Linked DNA regions of Mus musculus: regions 2 and 3 are each linked to region 1. The links are chromatin contacts, called in public promoter capture Hi-C maps. All regions are on one chromosome and are shown on one strand. The core of a region is the stretch at or near the end of the contact, and the rest is flanking DNA. Distances in the headings are between cores, read along the strand shown. Region 1 holds the start of Slc26a6 (solute carrier family 26, member 6). Region 2 holds the start of Setd2 (SET domain containing 2). Region 3 holds the start of Cspg5 (chondroitin sulfate proteoglycan 5).

The links. Promoter capture Hi-C pulls out the DNA fragments that hold promoters and counts their contacts.
Region 2: a promoter capture Hi-C map of liver shows a contact between it and region 1, with 2.7 times the contacts expected there. The contact joins the promoter of Setd2 here to the promoter of Slc26a6 in region 1. A contact is called at or near these places in 2 of 39 promoter capture datasets (liver and pre-B cells).
Region 3: a contact with region 1 is called in a promoter capture Hi-C map of hippocampal neurons, with 5 times the contacts expected there. The contact joins the promoter of Cspg5 here to the promoter of Slc26a6 in region 1. A contact is called at or near these places in 4 of 39 promoter capture datasets (the 3T3-L1 cell line, cranial neural crest, hippocampal neurons and 1 more) and 2 of 9 other capture datasets (embryonic stem cells and liver).

Annotation. Positions count from the first base shown.
Region 1 is chr9:108,851,406-108,856,432 of GRCm38.p6, reverse strand. It overlaps Slc26a6 (solute carrier family 26, member 6), which reads right to left and starts at 2,390. Exons shown (of 20, transcript NM_134420.4): 1 at 1,599-2,390; 2 at 491-656; 3 at 271-410; 4 at 1-101. The coding sequence starts at 609. Celsr3 (cadherin, EGF LAG seven-pass G-type receptor 3) reads right to left here. Exons shown (of 36, transcript NM_001359572.1): 36 at 3,464-5,027.
Region 2 is chr9:110,529,720-110,534,746 of GRCm38.p6, reverse strand. Setd2 (SET domain containing 2) reads right to left here and starts at 2,150. Exons shown (of 21, transcript NM_001081340.2): 1 at 1,995-2,150. The coding sequence starts at 2,068.
Region 3 is chr9:110,241,253-110,246,279 of GRCm38.p6, reverse strand. Cspg5 (chondroitin sulfate proteoglycan 5) reads right to left here and starts at 2,497. Exons shown (of 5, transcript NM_013884.3): 1 at 586-2,497. The coding sequence starts at 682. It also overlaps the pseudogene Rn4.5s-ps2.

The DNA.
Region 1 (5,027 bases), core at 1,141-3,640:
GTGTCTGGAGGTACCAAACAGGAAGTAGATGAAGACGGGGTAGAAAGAACTGTACAGACCAAACATAGGAGGCAATCCCGCCAGAAGGGCATAGGCCAAGCCTGCAGATAAAACAGTAGCAATGCAGACTTGAAGAACAGGGTATCAAAAAGATAGAGACTCCAAGCCCTGGGCTCAGGGGGTCATAGCTCCAAGAGCAGAGGTCTTGGCTTCTGGTTTGACACTTCACAGACCACAGAACTTGCAACCCTGAGGTTGGAGGTAGCTCACCCTGAGGAAGCTGCATGATGGCCACACTCAGGCCAGATAACAGATCACCCAGGAGCCATTCACGCACAGGATACCGGGGTAACCAGCCCAGGACTGGAACGTGCTGGAGCAGAAGAGAATGGGCCCGAGCACGGGAGCATCTAGGACGGAGAAAAGTCTGTTACAGGGTGGACTGTCTGGGCCTTGAAAGAACCCCCAGAACCTCTCCCCTCATCATTACCGGAACCAAGTTCGCCACTGGTGGGTCTTCGCCGCTGGGCCCCAATGCCCCAGATCTTCTAGCTGCTCCTGGTTCAGCAATGGCCTTTCCACATGGTAGTCTCTCCTCTGCAGCTCCATTTCTTGGGCTGCAGACAGGAGTGCCTGCGTCTGATGTGTCCCTTGGTCTAGAGAGGTGAGACCACAGATATACAATAGAACTTCTACTTGGGACCACAGAGCCACATACCTGAGTTTTCTGGGCTCAAAGATCAAGGGTAGAGCTAACTCTGCTGGTCTCTGAGGGCCCCGTGCTCACACCCTGACAGAGGCAGTATCTGAACTTTGGCTGCTGGAAGACTCTTTCTGGGCCAAAGTCTCTCCGGAAGGGAGAGATGGATGAGCATGCCCACACATCCAGCTCAGGTGTGGCTGCCCAGCCCCGAGTACCACTTCAAGTCCAAGTCCAGGTCTGGGTCCAGGTCCAAACTGACTGCGCTTCCTAGCCCCTACCTCTCAGGCCCTTGGCTTCCTTCCCTGAATCAATTCCTGTCCAGTCCCCTTTCCAGCTTTTCCACCAGGAGCCCAACCTTGTTGGCTGAGAGCGAGTTGACAGATAAGAACTAGCAAACCAGAGGTCTGTAAGCAATACTGCCCTCCAGTTTCAGGACAGGGTCCAGCAAGACTCCAGGGTCGAAGCTCTCACCTCCAGGGAGTTTTGACAGGCTCCCACTCGAAGTAGAGAGACTTCACCTGGGAACAGGAGCTTTTGGAAGCCAATCCAACCTGGAGGGAACTCTGCCCTGAAAGCTTTCACCAGCCAGGCAAGTTCTGACCGGGGGTGTGGGAATCTCTCATCGGGAGGCACTTCTCTGGAGAGGCACTTCTCTCGGAAGTGGGAGACTTTACCAGAGAATAGGATCTGAGGGGGTCTCTCAGAAGAAACTCTGATCTGGGGGGGGGGTGCCTCCATATGGAATGCAGCTCTCTATAAATATATTTCAGGGGAAACAAATTTGGAGTGGGCAGGGGGGAGGGGCTAGCCTGTGGGAAAGATATCACCTGTGAGTTCTGATCTAGGAGAGGCTATAACCAGGGGAGAGAATCCCACCAGAGGGGTAGGAACTCACCTGGGAAGACTCTCTAACCTGGGTATCCAATGGAGGAGGGAGCAGTGCAGACGCAAGGAAGATCTTCAGAGATTCTCTGCACCGCGGGCTCCAGGAGATCTCAGCGGCCCCTCTCCCCTCCTTCAAGATCTCTCAAGTCTTCTTAAAGGGCTCCCTCCCCTTACCAGGCGGCACGCGCCTTGGAGGGCGGAGCCTTGATGCTTGGCACCTCCCTTTGGGAGGGCACAAGGGCCGGCAGCGACAAATGTGAACAGTACCCTGCCGACTCAGGCCGCGGCTGGTCCACCGCCTGGCTAGAGCCTGTCTTGCAGCGGTTTCTCTCCCAGTCCCAACGCGCCCAGCTGGCACACCTCCCGTGCCAGGACTCCTCGGTAAGCAGCAACTTCCCTGCAGCGCCCTTATTAGCACTCCAGGGACGTTCAGTACAACCCTCAAGAGCTGGGGTCGCGCCAGAGCCCGCCCCCATCCCTCGCTGTTGATGGATAACCTCCTTCGGAAAATCGGCAAGGCGGTAAACTAAGGCTCCGCAGACGGGAAATGCCTGTCGGGGACTTGGAGGTTCCCTTCCTGAATTGACCCAGGCCGGGAGTCACAGAACTACTAGCGCTTCGCGGGCACGCGGAATTTGGGCAGCGCCCTGCAACTCACCGGACCCATCGGGAAGTCCCATGGCCCTCAGAGGGTAACTCGTGTACCGCTTTTCAAACAGCTCCCCCAGGAGGCCACTACCGGCTAGAAGGTGGCGCCAGGCCCAGAACTTGGCCGGCCGCAAGCTCCACCGCTAGGATGTGCAAGATCAGACCAATCAGAATTCTGGGGGTGGAATCCAAGTCATACTCTCTGGGCGGGGCGAGCCCGGAGAATAAAATTTTAACCCTTTCCTTCCCGTCGGCCTAGCTTCTGTCCCTGCCTGCGATTCTTGTTAACCTGCTGGGAGCTGGAGCATTCTGCTGAGACTGGAGGACTGGAACGAAGGCCCAGCGCTACGCTTGGCCAATGTTATGCCTCTGTGCCCTTAAGTGGCTGGACCTAATTGTATGCTTTGTAGAAGGTCCCCACTTTATGCAGAGGAGACATTCTTGACCGATCTGGATGCCTAGGTGTGCAACCAGGGGCCCCAGCCTCAACTGTGGGAGATCTAGGCCTGTAGGGTCTCTCAGGGACCACCAAGCTGTGAGTATCACCCTCAGATTTTTCCTTCTGAGACCTGGCACAGTGGTCCTCAAGACCAGCCCCACCCCACCTCCATTTCTTTTTTTCCAGACAAGTTTTCTCTGTTTAGCCTTGGCTGTCCTGGAACTCTCTGTAGACCAGACTTGTCTACAGAGATCCACCTGCCTCTGCCTAGTGAGTGCTGGGATTAAAGAAGAGATCAAAGGTATTTGTCACCATGGGTGGCTTCTTAAGCCCCCCCCCCCCCTTTCACTTTCACACCTGGCTGCCTAGACTGGAAATGGAGCACTCAGGATCCTTTCCAGGTCTGGAAGCTCTGGCCTGATCCAAGTGAGAAAAGACCAGTAAGGGCCAGAGTGTGGGTGGGTAAGCAGGAACTGAAGTGGGAACGCCTAGGTTTGGGGTGACTAATGGGCAGGGCCACAAATGTCAGCCTCTGGATATTAAGGAAACCCTCATATGACTGCCTAGACCAGGAAAGTGGCTTCTCTTGGCGCAGCTCCTGCGCTCCAACTTCAGGCTCCAGTCACAAGGTGAGAGGCCATATTTCAGAAAGAAATGGGAACCTGGTCCAAATCTCCCATGAAATGGGCTAAAAATAACTGGCTATTTTGGAGGGAGGAGAGCTCAGAGTCCTACAAAGGTCATCCTGGGTGAGTATTCTCAACAGCTGAGACAGAAAGAGGAACAAGTGTTTTCTATAGAAGTTTATTCCCAAAACAGAGCGCGGCTTCACGGAACAATTTACACAGACAGGAAAGAGGGCCACTGTTGGAAGGGGACCCCAGAGACGGGCATCTACAGAACCTAGGACATAGCAAGGACACTCTCCCAACCGACAGGCCTCTCAGCCCTTCAAGGGCAGGGGTCAGTCTGGGTAAAGAGAGCTGGGGACCTGGCTGGTGGGATTTGGCACAGGCAGTGAAGTGGGATTTTTTTGAATCTCAGAAACTGCCTCCCAAGAGTAAACACAGGGTAGGGGTGGGTGGCGGCTGCACAGAACCCCGGTCCTGAGCCACTTTCGGGGCAAGCTGTTAGAAGACTCAGCTGACCTTTGACCTGGGAAAAGTTGGGATTAGAAGCCTACCTCAAGATGGCCAGGTCCAGGGGCATCGCAGGTGGGTCTTTTAGGCCCCTCCCCCACTTTTTCTACCTTTCACTTGTAAACAAAGAGGGGGAAACATTCTGAACTATAAAACAAAGTGTGTAAGTTCAATGGTTGAAGCTGTAAACAATAAATAAAACCCAACCATGTTAAAAAAATAATCTTGATCTGTAAACAAAGTAACAAAAATGTAAAGTCCCCAGCACTGGACATCAGACAACTAACAAGAGAGTTTTGTGAGCAGGATCCTAACAGTTACCTGTCCCTTTATAAGGGACCAACAGAAGGTGGGGCAGCCACTGCTGCAGCCTGGTGCCAGGGAGGATCCTGTAAGCAGTGAGAGGCGGTGGCACCTACCTACATTCTGGGTCTTGGGTTCCCTTGTTTCTGCTCCCTTTGCTCACTGCCCCCCTCATCCCTCAAGGGGACAGTGTAATGAACCAATGGCACCACAGACAAGTGAAGGAGGGACAAAGGAGTTTCCCCTCCACCCACCCCCCTAGGAATGTCTGATTAGAGGCCCAAGTCCCTCCCTAAGGGAGAAAGGGAAGCCTTGATCTGTAAACATGACTTCTGCTGCTCCACCAGCACCTGCAGCATCAGTCCTAGGTCTTAAGGCAGTAAGCGGCAGGGACTCCATGTAATACATATCCACACCCACAGGGAGGAGTGGAGCACGTGAGCCCTCAGGAGGAGGATGGAGGAACCCCTGTTTCCAAGACCAATCCCCCCCCCCAACAGGAGTTTGGCCTAGGGGCATCGGAGAAAATGCAAAGATCAAATTTGCACCCTGGGCCCCAACAACAACGTTCAGATCAATGTGGGGAAGAGAAGGGGAAAGAGCAGGTGGGGCCTGACTCATTCACTCTGCTGTAAGATGAAATGAAAGAGCAGACGCTTAGCTAAGCGCCCAGTGGAGTGTCTCTCTCCCATCCCCTTCCCCCTCCTAGCCCAGTCTCGAGACCCCTGGGAGACAGAAAAGCTGAAAAATAACATAAGCATATCTCTCTGGTTACAAAGGTACAAAAATGTATAAAAGTCCTCCCTCAGCCCCCACCCCTGCACCTGTCACACACATGCTCACAGACGCACACAGGAGGGACCTTCCTTCTGCACTGAACTGAGGGGAGGGCTTGAAGAAGGCTGCCTTG
Region 2 (5,027 bases), core at 901-3,400, 1.7 Mb before region 1:
TATTATGAAAAATGTTTTCCTCCAATAAAAAAAGGATGTAATCCTTAGAGCTTTGAAGCTTCACTGTGCAACCTGGAAAGTCACTGCATGGCTCTTTGCCCTTCCTGGGGGGCTAGCACATGACTTTGTACATGATAAGCACGCAACCTACATTAATTGAATGATACAAATTCCTTTTGAGGTTTTTCAAGTCTCAAAGCAAAAACCTTTAAGTGTTATTCCAAAGCCAAAAACCCAGGAGAAGACAAAGCCATGCTGGTTTCCTACTACAAGTAAGAGATGAGCTTTGCTGTAAGAGCACATCAAGCCTTCGCAGAGGTGGTCTGGGTACCAAGATTATCTGTCAAGTAAAGACAAACTAAGATGGGCCACTAAAGGGCTTCTGTAAACTTAGAAAACAAGTATAAAACTACTCAGGCTGTTCTTGGGTCAAAAACAGGATTGTCAAAATTTTCCCAATGAAATTTTATTTTAAGGCAACATGAGGATTTTGCTTTGTGTGTGGAGATAACACTCCAACAAAATAACTTTTGTGTTACAACACTAAAGAACTATTAAGTAAGATCCAAATGTTTCTGAGCCAAGGTGAAAAACTTTGGCAAAGGTTCCCCCAAAAATGTGTAATGTGGTAATTTAGTGAAAAGTTTTGTTTTTCACTAGACATCCCTTCAAACCTTAACTTGGGAATGAATTTTGTTGCTATGTGCAGACATCAATACAAGCAAATTGAGGTAAAACAATGGTTTTTCTTAGTTGTCAGCACCTGCAATCCCAGCACTGAAGAAGCTGAAGAGGAAGGATCCCAGGTTCGAGGCCAGCCACAGTAAATTCAAGAGCAGCCTAGGCAACAAGGTGAAACCATTTATCTAAAAACAACAAAATGATCTTGTGAGGGCTTAGGGAAGCTTCGCACGGACTCCTGACTCTGAAGTGGAAGCTTGCTTTTTTACTTATGTTGTTGTTTTGAGGAAGCCTGCCTGCAATCCTAATTCAGTTGGTATCTCAGGTGTACACCACCATCTGACACCCAACAGAAATATAAAAATGCCCTAGGTGTACTGAAAAGAAACTATACGACAAAACTGTATTTCGCTTTACAAGTACACTATCTTCTTTAGAGAAGACTATACAAAGGGTCTCTTAACTAAATCTTCACACGCAGTAAAGCCATCCTTGTAGATAAGATTCTAGATTCTATTACCTAAGAAATAGGACGCCAAAGTGTTCAAGCATCATAATCAAGAAATGTTTGCCAGGTTTTCACTTTCAGGTTAAAAAACAAAACTGCTGTCACCTCAACAACGGGACCAGACAAACCTTGCCACCATTACAAAACCCAAGCGCCAAAGGTGCAGAATATGAAGCTCATCGCTCTACTGGGCCAGAATTGAGTGTCCAAGGAGGAGGGAAAACAAAAAACAAAAATAATATCAAAACCGGGAATGCAACGCGGGTCTCCTCCGCGGATCGAAGCGGGGAGACGCGCGGTAGGCCCTTCCGGTCCGAGTTGCCGTCACCGATAGGCCGGGCGATGGGCCGAGCTTCCACCCGAGCCCGAGGATTCTCGGCCTACACGAGCCGGCGCCCTGACGCCGGCGTCGGCCTTTGCGGCGCCTCGGACTATGCACCGTGGTTTGCAACAGAAGCCCGGGACGCCACCGAGTGTCCTGGAGGAGCTGCGCGGAACGCCGAACCTAAGCAGGCCGACCGAGGACGCGGCAACGGCAGAGGAGGCCGTGGCCGCCCCTCCCCCACCGGGCCGCCCGCCCCAACCGCCGCGGCGACGCGAGCAGCCTTCTCCGCGCCAGGCCCAACCGCCGGGCCAGCCGAGGCCAAGCGAGGCGGCCTCCAGGAGCTCCGCCCGGCCTGCCCTCCACCACGACCGCGAGAAGCCGCCCGGGGCCCGTTACTCCGCGCGCCGCCACCGGTCAGGACGCGCCGCCCTCGGGCTGGAGCGACCAACGACAGCGGGAGACCGCGGAGCAGAGACTTACTCAGGGGTCGGGTGCTCGGGATCGTAGAAATCCCCCATCTTCGGTGGCGGCTGCTGCGACGGCAGCGGCTTCATGAGGAGCGGCTGGAGGCGGCGACGCTAGCCCCCTCCCCGCGGCAGGCCGATGCGGGGGAGGGGACCGGAGGGGAGGCGGCCGCTGGTCCGATCGCGGCGGCGGCAGGGGCGGCCGGCGTCGCTGGCTGGCTGGCTGGCCCGCCCGCCCGCTCTCTCGCTCTCTCGCTCGCTCCCTCCCTCCCTCCCTCCCTCCAGCAACCGCCCGCCCGCCGCTCTCACCCTCACACACTCACTCCCGAAGCGACGCGCACCCCGCCCGCCCTGCAGCCTTGCAGGCCCAGCCCCTTAAAGAGACACGCACAGGGCAGCCCACCGGCCGCCAGTCGGCGCGCCAGCACCACCGACCCTGGCAGGGGCGGGGTACAACCCGCCGGCCAGGCCAGGCCTAGCCTGCGGCCTCCCGGAACAATAAGTCCCGGGGCCGAGTGTTGGAGGCGGGTCCCGGAGCTGGAGGGGAGCCACCGCTGCCCCTCCCTGGACAGCGTCCGTCCCGGGAACAGCCCAAGGCCGTCAGGACACCCGCCTTCATCCTTCGAAGCCCTGGGAGAGCCTGGCCTCCGGGCACTGAGGTAGCGCAGCTGCCGCCCTCGCCCGCTTGCTCCTTTATTCGGTCTCTCTCGCCCCTTCAACTGGCTCTCGGCCGCGCACCGAAAACCAAGCTAAGCAGGGGCTGCTTCTCAGCCTGGGCTTCTCGGACACGCCCTCCGCCCGCCAGCCTCCCGCAGCCCCCACCACCGTGTTCCCACCGAAACCACCTCACCGCGGTATTCTGCCCTCGCCCTAAAAGTCAGAGAGGCTATGTTTGTTAGACCTGGGGGGGGGGGGTGGTCCTGAGGAAAAGGTTATTAATTAGTCTTACTAAAAAAAAAAAAAAAAGTTAGATTAAACTAGAAACTTTTTATTTCTGGATTAGCAGGATTTCGTGAAACTATTAGCTAATTTACACCTCGCTGAATTTATAGCAGTTGCTTATCATGAAAGTGGCAGATTAGATAGTTGAGATCTTTTGTGGAATTTTCTTTGATTAGCCACTAATTTTTTAATTGGAATCACCAATAAATTGAAATGTGATCTAACAGAATCCTTCACTAGCTAACTTGGCCGTATTGTTTAGACAAACATCTTCTGTAGTTAAGACTTACCCTGAACACTTGAATGCTTCATCCTGCCTACAACCTCTTGGGTGCTGGGATTCTAGGTTTTTTGTTTTGTTTTTCAAGACAGGGTTTTTCCTGTGGCCTAGAACTCAAATCCATCTGCCTCTGCCTCCCATGTGCTGGGGTTAAAGGCGTGTGCCACCACTGCCCAGCCTAAAATGTATTTTTAAAATTGTTTTTATAGGAATGGTATGTGTTGAGCCACACACATGCGCACGTGGAGATCAGAGGATAACAGTGAGTCCATTTTTGTCTCCCATGTGGGTCCTGTAACTTACATCATAAGGCTAGGCAGAAAGTGCCTTTACTCACTGAGCCATCTACCATGCATTTACATTTTTTTTCACTTGTATGTAGGCTAGCAGAATTTTTTTATCATTTTGTTTAGAGGTTAATCTGGATTTTTTTTTTCCTGGTAACTTTTACTCATATCATGGAAGTTCAAGGTCCACCAAAAACAAAACAAAACCCGCTCTAGGTTTCAGTCTCCCACGACCATTTTGTTTTGCATTCATTGGTGAGCTTTCCTTTGTGGCTGAAACTTGCTATGTGCTATACTGACCTCAAACTCAAAATCCTTACCCCAGCTTCCCTGATGCCTGGATTACAGGTGCCAGACACCACAACCTGCTGAAGATGAAAGTTTTGTTGTGAACAGATTCTCTCACTGCTGTGAGGATAAAAGGAGGGACTTGTGAAACCCCGAACTTCCTCTTTTTGATTCTTTTTGAGACAGGGTTTTGTGTATCCCATCTGGCCTTGACCTCAGTAAGTTGGCCAAAGATGACCTTGAACATCTCTCCTCCTCCTGCATCGACCACATAGTAGAGAGGTTACAGGAAGGGAGACAGCACCAGAGCTGGTTTATATGGTGCTGGAGATTGAACCCAAGGCTTCCTAAACACTAGACAAGTACCCACCTAGTAAGAAATATCCCAGTCCATAAAATCCTAAACTTTAAACCAATACCAGCCAATTTCTAGTCCTATGACATTGGGCATGGCTGTTTCTGGGGTTTCTACAGCCTTACCTATTGAAATAGAAGAGTATCACATAGATAATGTTATGAACATTGTACAACAATGCCTTTCATTAAACAACTATCTTTTTTTGTTTTGTTTTTTTGAGACAGGGTTTTTCCTCTGTGTAGCCTTGGCTGCCCTGGAACTCACTCTGTAGACCAGGCTAGCCTCGAACTCAAAATTCTGCCTGCCTCTGCCTCCCAAGTGCTGGGATTAAAGGCATGTGCACCACCACTGCCAGGCAAGTTTGCCTAGAGCGTGAAGCTCTCTTCCTGAGTCTCTAGTGTGCTATCACGCCCAGCTATATTTTGAATATATTGGAGCTCTTTGCCTTAAATGTCACATAAGCCATTGGCAGCCACTTGACATTAGGAAAGGGTTACTTTGCATGGATACTAAGTTGAGAGGAACCTAAGATGAGGTGTATGGGTTTCCCATTTCCTTAATAAAGTAAACAGCTCTCTAACATGAGACAGATGAATGGTACTTCAGTCTAGTGGTAACTTTGGTCAGAACCCAATAGAGTAAGCATATCAAACCATGGAGGTCAGTGGAAATTTTGAGGCCCACAAATCTTTGATTCAAATCTTTTTTAAAAAGGTCAGCACCTTTGAGATGGTGTTCAGGATTCTCTGGAATCTGGTTTGCTGTATCCCAAGTACTAGGATTACATACCACCACACCCAGTTTATATTCAAGAGATATCACCACACCCAGTTTGAACTCAAGACAAAGAAAATGTATGTTATAAGGCATGGTGGCTCATACCTTTAATCTCCA
Region 3 (5,027 bases), core at 1,248-3,747, 1.4 Mb before region 1:
CAAGGGGCAGGGTGTCAAGGTGGCATGTCCCGGTGAGAGGCTGAGGTAGATCCTGTAGACCTAGGTCCACCCTGGGACATTGCTTTGGTTTCTAAGGCCACGCCCCATTTCTAAGGCCCGCCCCTGAATCTGCCTCCCAAGCTTGGTAAATACACATTGCCTATGGTTTCCCGCCCCAAATAGCACCCGCAGTCTGCGAGACGAGGTCAGGGTACTCCCCCAACTTTGGCTCATCCTTGCCTCATCTTCCGGACCCCGCCCCGTCCCGCAGCCTCGCCCACAAATCGCATCTAGGCCCCCCGCCCCCGATCAGACCCCGCCCCTACCTCAAGACCCCACCCCCACCCTAGCCCACCCTGCTGTCTGTTCACAGGCTATGGGCTGCTCCCCGTTGGCCTGTGTCCTCCACCCCCTACAGGTCCTCTCCTCCTCCCCTTTCCCGCCGGGTCCCGGGCTGTAGGCCAGGCGGTGCCCCGCCCCCTTGTCAGGGCTTGGGGACTCCACCTGGACCTGAAGTCAGCGAGACCCTGGCATGGGGTGGGGCGCAAGGGGCTGGCTGGGGTCCCGGTCCGGGTGGATACCTACCCGGTACGGCCCCAGCGGTGAGCACCAGCGTGACCCCCAGAAGCAGCAGCACTGGCGGCGGCCCCCAGTCCGGGCCCCCGCCTCCAGCTCGGCCCATTGCGCGGAGCCCCTGCCGCTGTGCGCGGTGCGCGCGGCTTGGCTGCGCCCTCGGCTTGCCCGGCCGCTGCGCCTGCCGCCCGTGTGCGGCCGCCTCAGCCCACGGTGGGCAGCATGAGCCGCCGCATGCCGCCGTCAGCCGCTGTCCTCCGAGCGCCGCGCCTCCCCGCCTCCCGCGCCGCCGCTGCCGCTTGCCGCTGCCGCGTTCGGCGCCGCCCCCACTCCGCCCGCCCCGCAGCACGTCGCGTTGACGCCGGCCCCTCTCGGTCTTCCTCGCCAGGGGACAGTCAGACCCCTCTGGCACGGGACGTGGAGAGCGATGCAAGCGCGGCGCGCAGGGGCGGCAGCAGAGCCACTGGGGGAAGCCGACAGGTGCACCGGCGGCAGCCCACGGGGCCCGCTTGCGCTTCCAGTGCTGAGCGCGCTGGGCCGCGGACCTGCGAGGAACCCACCCGCCACGCGCGCGCAGGGGAGGCGGGGACGTCGCGGGCTCCGACACCCGCAGGCTCGGGGCGGGGCTCGGAAGGGCCACAGGGGGCGGAAGCCCGCGCCCCCAGTGTGGAGAGAGCGGAGCCCGGGGCACGGACTGTCCGGTGCCAATCCAGAATTCGGTGTCCAGAAGGTTCTCCAGTCCGACTCTAAGTCTTCTTCCGGAGAGCAGGGAGAACATCGACAGAGCCTGGCAAGGAGGCGAATACTACGGCCTAGGCTCTAATTGGATCAGACCTAATCTGTCCACAGCCAAAGCCATTAGTTTAAATCTTGCACAGCCAGGTCCACCCAACGTGTTATCCGGTCCCCAGTATTTGGACTCCACCTTGCGTTTTCTAAATCCAGGGCGGCCTTCCGCAGGTGACCAGTACTACCCAAACCCAAGTTCCTGGTTAAACCAAGAGGTCTAGATCACTGCCAGGTGCACATGCAACGTGGAGAGAGAGGTCTCTGTTCCTAACCCAGGTTCACTGCTTACTGGGAGACCTGTTGGAAGGGAGGCAGAACTACAGCTTAGTCACCTGGCTTTCCCCGCCTCCAAATAGCCTACATATTGATGTTTTATTATCGACCTAAATGATCATGTTCAGCTCAGTCCAAGGGTTAGTCCAAGGGCGATGCTGGTGTTGATAGTCTTCTGTCAGTGACCAAATATGAACAAGATGGAGGACCATCATTTAATCTGTCTCATACCTGTCTTCTAGTGAGTTGCCTTGGTTCAACACTCCTTTTCTCTCACAAGTATGGTTGCAGCTTAGAGTCCCCTCAAGGCTGACAAAATTCCAGCAGCTAGGCTCTTATATCCTGGCTCGGAGGTGGCTATGTAGGGTCTGTATGACATCTAGAGAGTGGCAACCAGACATACGTGTCCTAGTTTGGAGTTCCAGTCAAGAGGGGGCTTGCTTACCCAGATATAATACCTATTTCTCTCTTCAATTCCTGGGTGGTAGTTGTCAAAAGTGGATGTTGGTGGAAGTTCCTACCACACAGGAGATCCTATGTAAGTCCTTTCATGCTAGGGCATGGTCACAATAAAGTCTTTTCCTACTTATGGTAAAACACTTAAGAGTTAGGGAGAGCACTTGCCTAAAATGAGTGAGACTTCAGGTTCAATTCCTAGTACTGCAAAATAATTGTATTTGCTGGTTATGGTAGCTTATGTCTGTAATCCCTGTCTAGAACCAACTAACCAACCAAATCCTTCTATCTACCCTATTTCCCACCCGTAACTATCCTTTTAAATTCTGTTTTGATCAGTAGAACAAACAAGCGAATGTGAAATATTTCCTTCCTCAACTATCTTCTCCCCTCCCTGCAGAGAAATTCTGCTACCACTTTTTTCAATTTTGTTTAAGTTGTCTGAAACTGAACCCAGGGCCTTGTGCATGCAAGTAAAGTGATGTCAGTGAGCTATATATCCAGCACCAATTTGGTACTAAGCAAGCAAGCAAGCAAGCAAGCAAGCAAGCAAACCAACCAACCTCTGGCCTTCTGCTCCTCCCTAACACTGAGAACAGAGTAATTGGGCAATGCCCATTCTGTGGTGAGAAGAACAAGATTTAGCATCAAATCTGTGTGTCCCCCGAGTTAGTCACTGGCGACTCCAGCATGAAAGGATCTGGCAAGCAGTGTCAAATGTATGGTGTGTGCGTGCATGAAGTGATATGAGAACTAGAACAAGGAAACCACCACTGCCTATCTATAGCTTCCACGTGTCCTCTATTCACATCATGCGCCATCTGGGCGCTACACATGCTTTGTATGGCAATGGCTTCTTCATGCCTCTTTCCTACTGTTTTGGTAATTTGTCTCCAAAGCCAAGCAGAGCCATAAAGACCATTGCCATGACTGCCGTACACACCCTTAAGTGCAGAAAAGACACCTGCTTCACTGATGCTACCACCACTGCTCCCATACCATGACCACACATAATTTGGTCTGGATGGAGAACATCAATTTGACTTTAAATCCTCAGTATAAACACCAACATATTCAAATTTTGGCTTTCCTTTTTAAAAGCTGTATTCATCTGAATATGGAGGCTTCTTATATCACCCTTTAAATTCATGTACACGGGTGTTTTGCTTGCAAGTATCTGCACAACACCCATATCTGGTATCCAAAGAGTCAGAAGAGTCAAGCGCTAGAACTGTTGTTACAAACAGTTCTAAGTCGCTGTTTGTGCACTACAGACCCTCATTTCCTTTCTTGCATTTCAAAAGGAGCAGGATGCAGAGTAGGACAATAGAAGCCTTGTCTCCTTACCCAGCCCAGCATCCACTTTTACCTGGGCATTTAATGCTTCAGCCCCTTGAGACCTTCCCTCATAACCCAGGTTGGCAACAATCTTTACAGACCTGAAGCCAACCTTAAATTCCTAACCCTCCTGTCTCTACCTCCCATGTTCCAGGAGTACAGGTATGCCGCTATGCTGCTATGTCTAGCTGTTACTAATGACCACCACAGAATGATCAAGCTTCTGATCTTAGGCATGGAGACAAGCGATTGCTTTTGTGGGGGGTGGGGTGCAGAATGGGCTACTAGGAATAGGTCTACTCACACCATTCCTGGTAGGAAGGGACGGGCTAAAGGGCTTTTGTGTTGACAAAACTTCCTCACAAAGACTGAGTGTTCTCATTTCAGAAAAGGGTTATCACAAACCTTGGGGTGGTTATTTTGCCAGGCAATGGTTTGTTATTATGATGCAAAGGGATTTTGAATTTATTAACTAACTCTAAAGCCAGGCCAGTTAGGAGAAAACACTCAACTAATGCAGATGACACCTGCTGCCTGGGAAGAGGACTAAGGACTTCTCAGGGACCCTGCAGGTGTTGCAGAATAAGATGACCCTTAGCTGGGTGGCACATGGTCAGTAGATGCAGGAAGATCAGAAGCTGAAGGTTGTCCTGGGATACATGAAGGCAGGGATGCTACAATCCAGATGGCTATCAGAAGTCTGTCAGTGTCAAGGCCAAGCCAGACTCACGACCTCTCAGCCCCACACTTGCTCCGTGTGACCGTAGGAGAGCCAACCACAGGTGGCTAGGAAAGGAGAAAGATCTAGCTCCCTTACTGTCAGGTGCCTACGGTGCTGTCACTACTTTGCTAAGGTTTTCACGAACTACCTTTAGGGCAGGTGGTCTCTGTCAGCACAGCTGCTCTCCATGAAGCTACAAGAGCATTCAAAAGCTTGCCAGGGGTGGGGGGCGCGGACAAGTAGTTAAGGATTACCCCCAGATTTCTTTCTTTTAATGTGTAGCCCAGGCTGGCCTCGAACTCGTGATCCTCCTGCCTCTGCCTCCCTTCAGCAAATCCTACCAGCGTGTGCCACCACAACCGACTACCTCCAATTTCTGCATAGCAGAAAAACAAACACAGGAACCCCCTGGTTTTCTCAGGAGTCAGAACAGAGTCGGCTGGTCCCAGAAGGTACAAGGGTATTAATTGTAACAGGTTCACTAAATTTCCCGTCTCATTAGCCATCCCTACATCCCTGGGACAGGGATTATCTGCGTAGCTCTGGCTGTCCTCAAACTCCGAGATCTGCCTGCCAGTGCTGGGATTAAAGTGTTACCACAGCCAGGCCACTATCAGCGTCTTCAGCCCTTTGAAAATGCAAAAGCTATGAAAGAAGTCAACCATGCCAACCACGCCTGGCTCCCGCTATCCATTCTTTCTTCTGCTTTTTCCCAGATGGCATTTCTCTCTGTGTAGCCTTGGCTGTTCTGGAGATTCGCCTGATTCCATTCCTGCTGAGATTAAAGGTACGAGGCACTACTACCAGGCTCATCAACCATTCTTTATAGCAACCTGGTATAAGGTCTCTGTCACAAGCTCAGGACTAAAGTCCTTCC